Regions from separate parts of the Bos taurus genome. Here region 2 is linked to region 1. Evidence: chromatin contacts called from public Hi-C data. All regions are on one chromosome and are shown on one strand. The core of a region is the stretch at or near the end of the contact, and the rest is flanking DNA. Distances in the headings are between cores, read along the strand shown.

Region 1 (4,823 bases), core at 725-3,224:
CTTGGAGGCTGGCTACCTTGGCTGCCTCGTGGCTCTACTGCTGCCCACGGGAAATGATCTTCTCTCAAGAGCTGTACAAATACCAGGGCTGGGACTTCCCTCACAGTCCAGTGGCTAAGATTCTGTGCTCCCAATTCAGGGGTCCAGGTTCAGTTCCCGGTCAGGGGACTAGATCCATCATGCTGCAACTAAGACTTGGTACAGCCAAAAACAAACAAACAAACAAACCCCCAAACAAAACAAATACCTGAGCTCTTCCCAAGAGCCATACAAATCTGATGCTGATGGAAATGTCCAAATGTCTTTCTAGAAAACAGTCAACAGTTCCTGACTTCCTGTCTGCCTCAAGTAGGGGGTGGTTCAGTGTCCCACCCTAGCCACCACATCTCTGCTGTGTAGCAGCAAGTACATTTGTGACAAATGCTGACAGTAACCCAGTCGCTGACTATCCAGCCACACACCATGGCTTAGATGCAGCTTGAAAGCAAGGCCCACCCCCAGAGAAACTTCTAGATGGAGTATTGCTCTAAAATGCGCCTTTGGTGACCCCAAAGACTGAGTAAGCCTATCTAAGTGTCTGAGTTATGCTTGTGAGGCTCTGGGGAGAAGAGAATGTGGCCTCACTGGATTTCTGCTCTCTTCCTGGAGGGCAAATAAAGCTTGCTGACTCAGAAGGGAGACGAGACGCTCAACGGTAGTAGTTCTGGGGTTCAACTTTGGTGGCTGTCTGCAGAAACTCCAGTGATCTGCAAGATAATCTGACCTAATTTCAACTGTAAACTTAAAAATCGACTGAACAGATAGTATATACCTGGCTGTTTAGAAACTTTATCTCCTTTAATCTTCAGAGGAACCCTTAGGTACGAATCATGACCACCATTTCATAAAGCTGCAAACTGAAGCTCAGGGAGGTTAAATGACATACCCAATGTCCCAGCTAGGAGACGTGGGCTCAGAATTTTCCAATCTGAGTGTGTCTGACCCCAGAGCCCTATACACTCTCTGAGACCTTTCCAACTGAGAAGAGAAACATATACCCAGGAAAGAGGAAGGAGAGGACAGGGGCCCCACACTGCCGCAGCCCAGCATCAGGGGCAGGAAGACGGATGGAGGCAGAGGGCTGAAGAGGGACAAACTGATGGCATCTGCTGTTAGGAGTGCCCAGTCTAAGGATGTTCTTCGGCTCATCTCTTGGCCCCCTGCTCCTCAGTCTAGGAGACAAAGATGCCAGATGGGTCTCAGGGGGCAACAAATTGTGCATCATCGTCCAGCTCCAAGGAGAGTCGGGTTGTTAATAAATTACTCTAGGCTGGCCTCCTGCTAAGTTAAGCATCACTTTTTAAAAATCCTCACATCGTTATTGTAAGGTAAGTATTACTGCCACTTTTATTTTATTTTTTACTGCCACTTTTAATAGTTGGGGAGAAGGAGGATTGGGGGGTTTAGGGACATCCCCAAGATCAAAAGACCCCAGGTGTCAAGGCTCACATTTCAACCCAGGCGTCTGACTTTAGGGCCATCAAGCATGTAACACCATGTTCTACTAGACAGAGGTTGGGGGTCGTGGACGACCGCGTGGCCCTTTCAGCGCGGGCTGACCCGGGAGGGGCAGGGTCGCCAGTCCTCCTGAGGGATGCATGCGGATGGCGCCAGCCGGGCTCAGGCAGCCACATGGGAGCCTGCTACTCCGGGGCCCACCGGACCCTGTTGCTTGGGGGCCGTGCCCGCAGCGGGTCCTGGCCTTGGCCTTGCCCGAGTCGGAAGGCAGCCCCATGCTCGGCTGAACAGCAACTGGGGTGCTCTGGATAGGTGAGCTAGAGAGGGAGGTATCCAGGCTTAGGCGTGAGCCAAGGACCCGGGCGTGGGGCTCTAAACCCAGATCACACCCCCCGACCCCTCTCCCCGGCGATCCCCACCCCGCACCACCCGCCTCCCACCACCAGTGGTCTGTCTGCCCGTCTGGCCGGAGCCCCGGCCGGGTGCGGCCGGGCGGTGCTGGGTGATGGGGGGAAGGGAGGGGACGCCCTGCTCCTCGGCCGCCGACCCCGGAGGCTTTGTGTATTCGGAACCGGATTCCCCACCTCCCTCCCCCACCTCCCATTCCCGCTTTCTTTCCCCTTAACCCAAGTCCCAGTAGAGTATTCAGCAATTAGCACGTGAGGAGGGGGTGGAAGGCGGCGGCGGGCGGGCGTGGGGTGGTGAGATTCCCCCGCACCCCACCGCCCCCGCCGGGATGGGTCCCGAGCTCCCGCCTGCGCTGCCTTCGTGCGCCACCTACCGGCTGCTCGCGGCAGCTTCGAGCCCGCCAGCACGGTTCCTAGGCAGATCTTGATCTCCGTGGACAATAGACAATGGGATTTTTTTTAAACAATGATTTATTTTGGGGGGTGGGGATAAGAGGAAAGGAGGGAGGGAGGAAGCAGCAGTGTGTTTGTCATCGCTTTAGAAAAAAAATGTCTGTTCTATCATTGTTTCTGCATATCCATTATATTGAGGACAAAAAAATCCCCTTCTGGAACAACAAATGTTTTCTGTGGCTGACATTTAATTGTGCGCTCAAGGTGCTACATTATCACGGGGAGAGACTGTAAGGAAGCTAGGGCACAGCTTAGGTTCAGAAGCCTGATTTTCTGCGTTAAGATGTGGGCTTTCTTACCTGAGCCCCGTTTTACATGGCCTCATGTGTCTCCACTGGTGTTATGCAGAACACACAATTCTGTGTTTCTGTATAGATGCCTAACCCATCACAAGGATTCCTTGTGGATTGTTTTCGCACTGCCTTCAAGGGCCTATTCTTTTACAGCCAACAGGGATAATCATGCTTCATTTTACAACCTCCCTACACTCACTTTACCAAAAAGATACTAATTTTAAGGAGCTGTTAGGAGCCTTGGAGAACACTTAGACCAAGCCCCTCAGTTGTACACAGGAAGCGGGCAGAATGCCTTGTCCAAAGTCATGAAAATGATTAGAGATGCAGTCGGGACCAGAAAGCTTGTATCCTGAGCCCTGGTTGTCCTGATGCCCAGCACCCCCTGACTCTCACCCTGTCCTTTCTGCCTGGACAGCCCCCCAGGCAGTGAGTTGTGTGCACTCAGGCCGGAGAGGGGTGGGTTAAGTGTAAACTTCCTTGACTGGCGGCAGCCCTTTTATTCTCTTCTCACCCGTTTCCCTCTGTAGAACGAAGGAGGGGTTGAGGGGTGAAATATGGACATTATCTTCATTCCTTAATTTTGTTATTTTTGCTGTGATAAGTTACTATGTAAAACCTATACAATTATCCACAATTCACTAGAAGATGCTTTTTCTGAGATGCAAGGCTTAAGCAGCCCTCCATTCTACCCCCAGTGCTAACCCAGATGCTGGGAACACAGAAGGAGTGTCTTCCATCTTTAGAAATTGTTCTCAGTGGTCTCTTGACAAAGATGGTTTACCCTTGGGAACTTGACTAAGATTTCCTTCTTAGGCTCATGAAAAATCCCTGGGGAGATGCAGATAGCTGATCATATTGTAACAGAGACATTTTTCTTCTGCCATCTTGCAAAACACGCTACAACAGACGGCACTCCCCTTTCAACTCTTAACTGTGACACGCTGAGACAGGATTGTCGAGTCTCAGGTGAGAAGCTCAGTAAACATCTTTGCACATCCAAAATAAGTCAACCCATCATAGAAGTCTGCTTATTTGAAAGGTTGTTCGATCTGTTTAAAGCAAATAGACTAATCTCACAATCTGTAGACAAATAGGCAACAAGCCGAAGAGGTTTCAAAACAAAAGCCCAGAGCATTCTCTGTGTTCTAAAAGCATAGAGAAGACAAAAACACACTGGGATTGTAAGCAGTTCTTAAACCTTTCTGCTGAGTTGTGGCACTTGAACCACTTTGGTTCATACTGAGGCTGTGTGACATGTTAACAGGGAGTTTAGATTCTCTCCATCTCTTAGTTATCACCTGGTTTTTTTTTTTTTTTTTTGTACCCAGTAGTGATTCATCCTGTCTCTACAGAAAGACCCCCAGTTCAACCATATTTTGTTATGATAACCATCCACCTACAAACACCTTGCCTCAAGGATGTTGTGAGAATCAAATGTGATCAAATGAGATGATGCAGGTAAAAGTGCTTTTAAAAGCCTAAAGCACTCTTCCGATGTGAAGACTTATTCCCATGTGTTTGAAGTTTTGAAAGTATCGAAATCATTCATGGGAGCTGTACCATAGCTCTTCTGTAAAGTTGTGACTGGCCCGTTTTTCAGATGGGAGGTTAAGGTTACACATCAGGGGCAAGGTTTAATGTAAATTTTAGAATATGCAAATCTGACCTTAAAGAATTCCCTCACATCATGTTGGTATCTGGTAAATGCTAGAATGCTGGTGACTCACTGCTTCCCTAATATCCTTATTTGGTTGCATACAAATAAAAATGATTATTTTCAGATTTAGGTTTTCTCAATCGTGGTGTGAGCAGTTATTTTTGCTTTCACTTTAGTCACCGTTCTCTGTAGTAGAGAGTGTATTTAGAGTTGTAAAATCTGTTTTTTTTTTTTTTCATTTGCAGCTTAAATTTAGATATGGAATACAGCAACTAAAGTACTGTCTTGGTCAGATATAGAAGTTGTCATATTCAGTCCCGTCTCTCTGGCACGTGGTCCTCATTTGTACACACGGAAGGACTCACAAGTACGTGCTTCACAAGACTGTCTACACAGCATGCCTGTTCACATAGCGTCTCTCGTTGGGACATCTCAAGTGACCAGCAGATATTATTTCTAATGAATGTTTGTTTATTTCTGGCTGTGTCAGGTCTCAGTTGTGGCATGCGGGCT
Region 2 (4,823 bases), core at 1,129-3,628, 240 kb before region 1:
ATCTTAGTTCCCCAACCAGGGATCGAACCCATATCCTCAGCATTACAAGTCAGATTCTTAACCACTGGACCACCAGGGAAGTCCTACTCATGTCTTAATAACTTTAAAAAAATGGGTTGAAAAAACTGAATCATTCCTCAATGCCTTTTTATAATTTTTTTTCATACTGTAAAGTGTGTTTTAGCTTGCTACCAATTAATGTAATTAATCCTTTAATGTTGGGCATCTATATGTTTTCTCAACTTTTATGATTGTAATAAACAAACAGTAGTCATAACTGACAATAAATAAAAAAGTTTAAAAGACCAAAAACTAAAAGATAAAAATTTACTTAAAGAAACATGAAATCTTCACCTCTCAACTTAAATTGTTAATATGAAAAGTTAGTCACTGGAGGGTGACTTTTTTTTCTCTTCTAAATTGTTATTTAAACCTCAACTTCTTAATCAACTCGAGTTCCAAGTGGTTTCTGTTGACTCATTTTAAGTTACCCTTGAACTCTACCCTGCAGCCATGCTGAAATATTTTCAATTCCCCGAATTGCCTATGTTCTTTTCCACGGATCTGGTGTATTTTCTCAGTCTAGAAAACTTCCCCACTCAACATTTTGACCATGAGTGTGTGCTAAGTCACTTCAGTCGTGTCAAACTCTTCACGACCCTATGGACTGTTGCCTACTAGGCTTCCCTGTCCATGGGATTCTCCAGGCAAGAATACCAGAGTGGATTACCATGCTTCCTCCAGGGGATCTTCCTAACCCAGGGATGGAATCTGAATTTCTTATATTTTCTTCATTGACAGGAGGGTTCTTCCCACTAGCACCACCTGGGAAGCCCTTTGACTAACTATCTCCTACTAAATCAATGGGTTTCTAAGACATTTTTTTTTGTGAAATCTTCCCAGATCCCTTAGAAGTCTAGGTGAAGCATATCTCATGTGTCTTGTAACTGTTTCACCATACTGTAATTAGCCCTTTACTTGTCTGTCTGCCCAAAGGATCTAAAGCTCTTTGAGGCAGGGATGATATTTTGTTCACTATTTCATTGCCAGCACTAAGGAAAATGGCCTGATCCATAGCAGATGCTCAGGGAATATCCAAGAGTGATGAAAGAATGAGAACAAATGAATGAACAAAAAGATTCTTAAATCTCTCGCATAGGAAGATGGGCAACTCCTTGGTCACCCAGATGATCGGTTCCCGCTTATGAAGACGATCAACAGGATAAGCAAGCTTCTTGGAGATGCCCTGAATCTATCTTAGAGCTTCACCATTCTACTGCACACAGACTGGACCCTTCCACATCTTTTCAGAAAACCCGACCTAATATAACAGGTGTTTCCCATGAGTTACTCTTGGAAGTACCAAAGTCCTTTACGGCAAATATTTCAAGGTCCTCTAAAAGACACATCACACAGCTTCAGCGTGCAATGGGCAGCTAGGAGTGTTCCCAGTGAAGGTGGCATAAAAGGCTGCCTGCAATATAATACTGAGGTAGCTTAATCTGACTGCTTCATTTTCTTGGAGAAATATTAAAAGTCTGTGTACTTTAAAGAGAGGGTTTCCTGGTACTACAGAGTCTGCCGCTAAGTTCCCATCTTTCTCAGTACTGAGACTGCAAATCCTTAAACAGCAGCTCTGCGAGAGCTCGGCAGTGCTCCCAGGGACAAAGGCCGTAAGACACAGGATGTATGCCAGCCCCTTGTTTTTTCACGTCTCATTTCAGAAAGTTCTTCCCCCTGCAAAAAAAAAAGCAGTGCCATTTTTTTTCCTTCCTGATCTTTGTCAACTGTGTTGCTGTACTGCATTGGGAAGTATTCACAGTGGTCATTACCTGCCCTGTTTATTCAATGTTAAGTATTAACAAGGCCTGTGCTGTCTCAGCTGCTGCCATATTTCCCCAGGAAAGACGTGCCTATGTAAATGCCCTCGTGTAAACAGGAGCCTTATCTTTTGCTAAGTGGGGGTGGGGAGAAGACTTGGAGACAACTGAAAGGATAGAAGGAAATAGGAGCTGTTAAAAACGTCATTTCCAGGTACACATAAAATAACTGCACAATGAAATCTTGTTCGTGGCTGTTTTTTTGTCTGTGTGTTTGGCCACTTAATGTTTTTGCTAAAGTGGAGCTAGTGGTAAAGAAATCACCTGCTAATAATGCAGGAGACATAAGAGACGCAAGTTTGATGCCTGGGTGGGGAAGATCCCCTGGAGGAGGAAATGGCATCGACTCCACTACGCTTGTCTGGAGTATCCCATGGACAGAAGAGCCCGGTGGGCTACAGTCCATGGAGTCGCAAAGAGTCGGACAGGACTGAAGCGACCTAGCTCGCACACAGGGGTTATAAAGCACCTATTTCTGGGTTTGTTTATAATGGCTTCAGTTTTCTATTGAGTAAATGGTGTGTAAATATTTCACAGAATAAAGAGAAAAGAAACAAGCCTTGGCATTGGAGTCTTTGCTTAGGTTTGTGTGTTTGGTTTCCGGTATGGAGCAGCTATGCTGAAGTGGGTAGGGGCCTGTTTCTGAGGCGATGAAGAAAGCTGACCAGATTTACTCGAGCACAAAGAAGGGCGAAGGCTCTGATTAAAACTCCTACCAGATACTGCTTGTTGGACAGTGAAACTGCAAAACTTGCACAGAGGAGGGCCAAACACCACTCAGAGGAGATCAAATACAAATAAAAAGCTGACTGGGGGGACAGACGTTTCACTAGAGTCAGCTTTCCTGTAAAAACTGGCTCACTCTCATTAATTTCCCTACGTTTAGGCTTGGGTCAGATGACAAGGCAAAATTCCATCCTTGGAGAAATTGCAGGGAACACAGTGCCGTGAAACAAACCGAAGCCAGATACACGAGGTTTCCTGGACAAGATGTGATGCACGGAAAGCAAAGGTGTGGGTCACCTTTTCATTTTTTGTCAGTACCCAAGCAGTTACATAGAGATCAAAACAAACAAGGTGAGGAGAACAGAAGTCTGTTTCTTTTCTGTGCCAGGAGTCCTAAGAAATGAAACAGTGATACTGTGTCCATCGGGATTAACAAATTTGTGTGCTGTTTAGAGCAAGGGCTTTAGAGCTACACTTGCAAGCTTTAAATTCCAATTTAACCATTTTGTAGCTGTGCGATCTTGGACAAATGACTTAACTGTTTTTAATTTTCTATTTTTCAAAAGTGACTATGGATTACTGATATAAAAGAGACGAACTAGGGCTGAAAAAAAAAACAAAACAGTGATTTTGCCAGAAGTACCTTACAAGATAACTTTTACATAAGAATAGGTCTTGTAGGTCCCAGGCATGTCAGATACATCATTCTAAACTTTATATAGCTCTGCAAGGTTAACACTATTATTTTCAGTTTATAAAATAAGAAAACTCAAATTTAAAGTAGCTAAGAAATGGCAATCCACTCCAGTACTCTTGCCTGGAAAATCCCATGGACAGAGGAGCCTGGTGGGCTACAGGCCATGGGGTCGAAAAGAGTTAGACCCGACTCAGTGACTTCATTTCACTTCACTTCACGTCAAGGACTTAGACTTGGTCTCAAAACTGAAAAATAGCAAAGTCATTTACCTAAATCATTTTTTAAAAATGACCCATGAATTTCCTTCCCTCTCTAAGTCCTTTTTTCCTAATGCTACTGCAGGTCACAACTACACTGACAGTCTTTCTTCTTTCCCTTTGTTGGCCAGTTTAACTCTCCTAACATTACATGCTTCCTTTCTGGAACCACTGATCCCAGGACTTTTACCTAATTTAGTTTGGCTGGAGCCCTGTCCTCAACCCCACTGCTCCTATTAGATCCATCTCCACCATCTGCATCACCATCACAATGAGAGCAGACACTTATTTAGCACTTTTCTAAGTACTGGACACCTTGTGAGATAGTTACAATCATTATCCCCATTTTAGAGGTGTGGAAACTGGGTCATTGAAGAGGTAAGTAGCCTACCTACCAGGAGCCCAGAGTAGGGGTCAGAGATGGAGTACCAACCTCAGCAGTCTGGCTCCAAAGTTCTTCATCTAATCCTACACTACCCTGCTTCCATAGCCCTGGGGTAACCCAAAGTGTATCCCTGATTCTATCAAGCAAGTCTGAGCAGGAGAGAGGGGTACCTGTTTAAAACCTGGGTAAATACATTTTATGATGTTTGAAATAAAATTGCTTCCTTTTTGCTACAAAAGTGCATTAAAAAAAAATCACTATGGATGGACTTCCCTGGTGGTCCAGCGGTTAAGAATCTGCCTGCTAATGCAGGGGACACGGATTTAATCTCTGGTCTGGGAAGATTTCACATGCTGCAGGGCAACTAAGACTACGAGCGGCCACCACTCGTAGCTGCTCCGAAGCCCAGCACCCTAAAGCCCGTGCTCTGCAACAGGAGAAGCCACCACAGTGAGAAGCCTGCATACAACTAGAGAGTGGCCCCCACTCGCCACAGCTAGAACAAGCCCACATCCAATAATGAAGACTCAGTGCAACCAAAAATAAACAAATAAATAATTTTTAAAAAATCACTATGGATAAAATTATTTTGTAGTGGGCTAGCCTAGGAACATTGTTTTTATGGGAAGAGAAATACTGAGATTTAAAAAAAAAAAAAAAGCACTATTGGATCAGCCTATTCATAATTGTAGATTTCCTTCATTTCCATTTAGGATAAAATTCCTAGGAAAAGAGGAAAAAGAAGGGAAAGAGGAGAAAGGAGACACTTCAAGTCCCTAGTAGCCACAATTCAGAATGCAATCTGGATAATACATCCCAGTTTTCTAAGTGCACTAAAAATAAACATAAATGGTTTGTTAGAGCTAATCTGGCAGCCA

What was found. Hi-C and Micro-C count contacts between places; a contact is called where the count stands out from the background.
Region 2: a Hi-C map of liver shows a contact between it and region 1, with 4 times the contacts expected there. The contact joins two enhancer-like sites. A contact is called at or near these places in 2 of 11 Hi-C or Micro-C datasets (liver and skeletal muscle).

Annotation. Positions count from the first base shown.
Region 1 is chr17:17,456,117-17,460,939 of ARS-UCD2.0, reverse strand. All of the region lies in intron 5 of LOC107133280 (a long non-coding RNA gene), which reads right to left. Among named protein-coding and RNA genes, the nearest start is that of MAML3, 100 kb to the left of the region's middle. Within about 2 kb of position 1,974, at least 29 of the 102 cell types and tissues checked have an H3K27ac peak or open chromatin away from gene starts, as enhancers often do. A contact at or near this core is called in liver, where this site is marked.
Region 2 is chr17:17,698,171-17,702,993 of ARS-UCD2.0, reverse strand. The region is part of intron 1 of MAML3 (mastermind like transcriptional coactivator 3); the gene reads right to left. Among named protein-coding and RNA genes, the nearest start is that of MAML3, 140 kb to the right of the region's middle. Within about 2 kb of position 2,378, at least 5 of the 102 cell types and tissues checked have an H3K27ac peak or open chromatin away from gene starts, as enhancers often do. A contact at or near this core is called in liver, where this site is marked.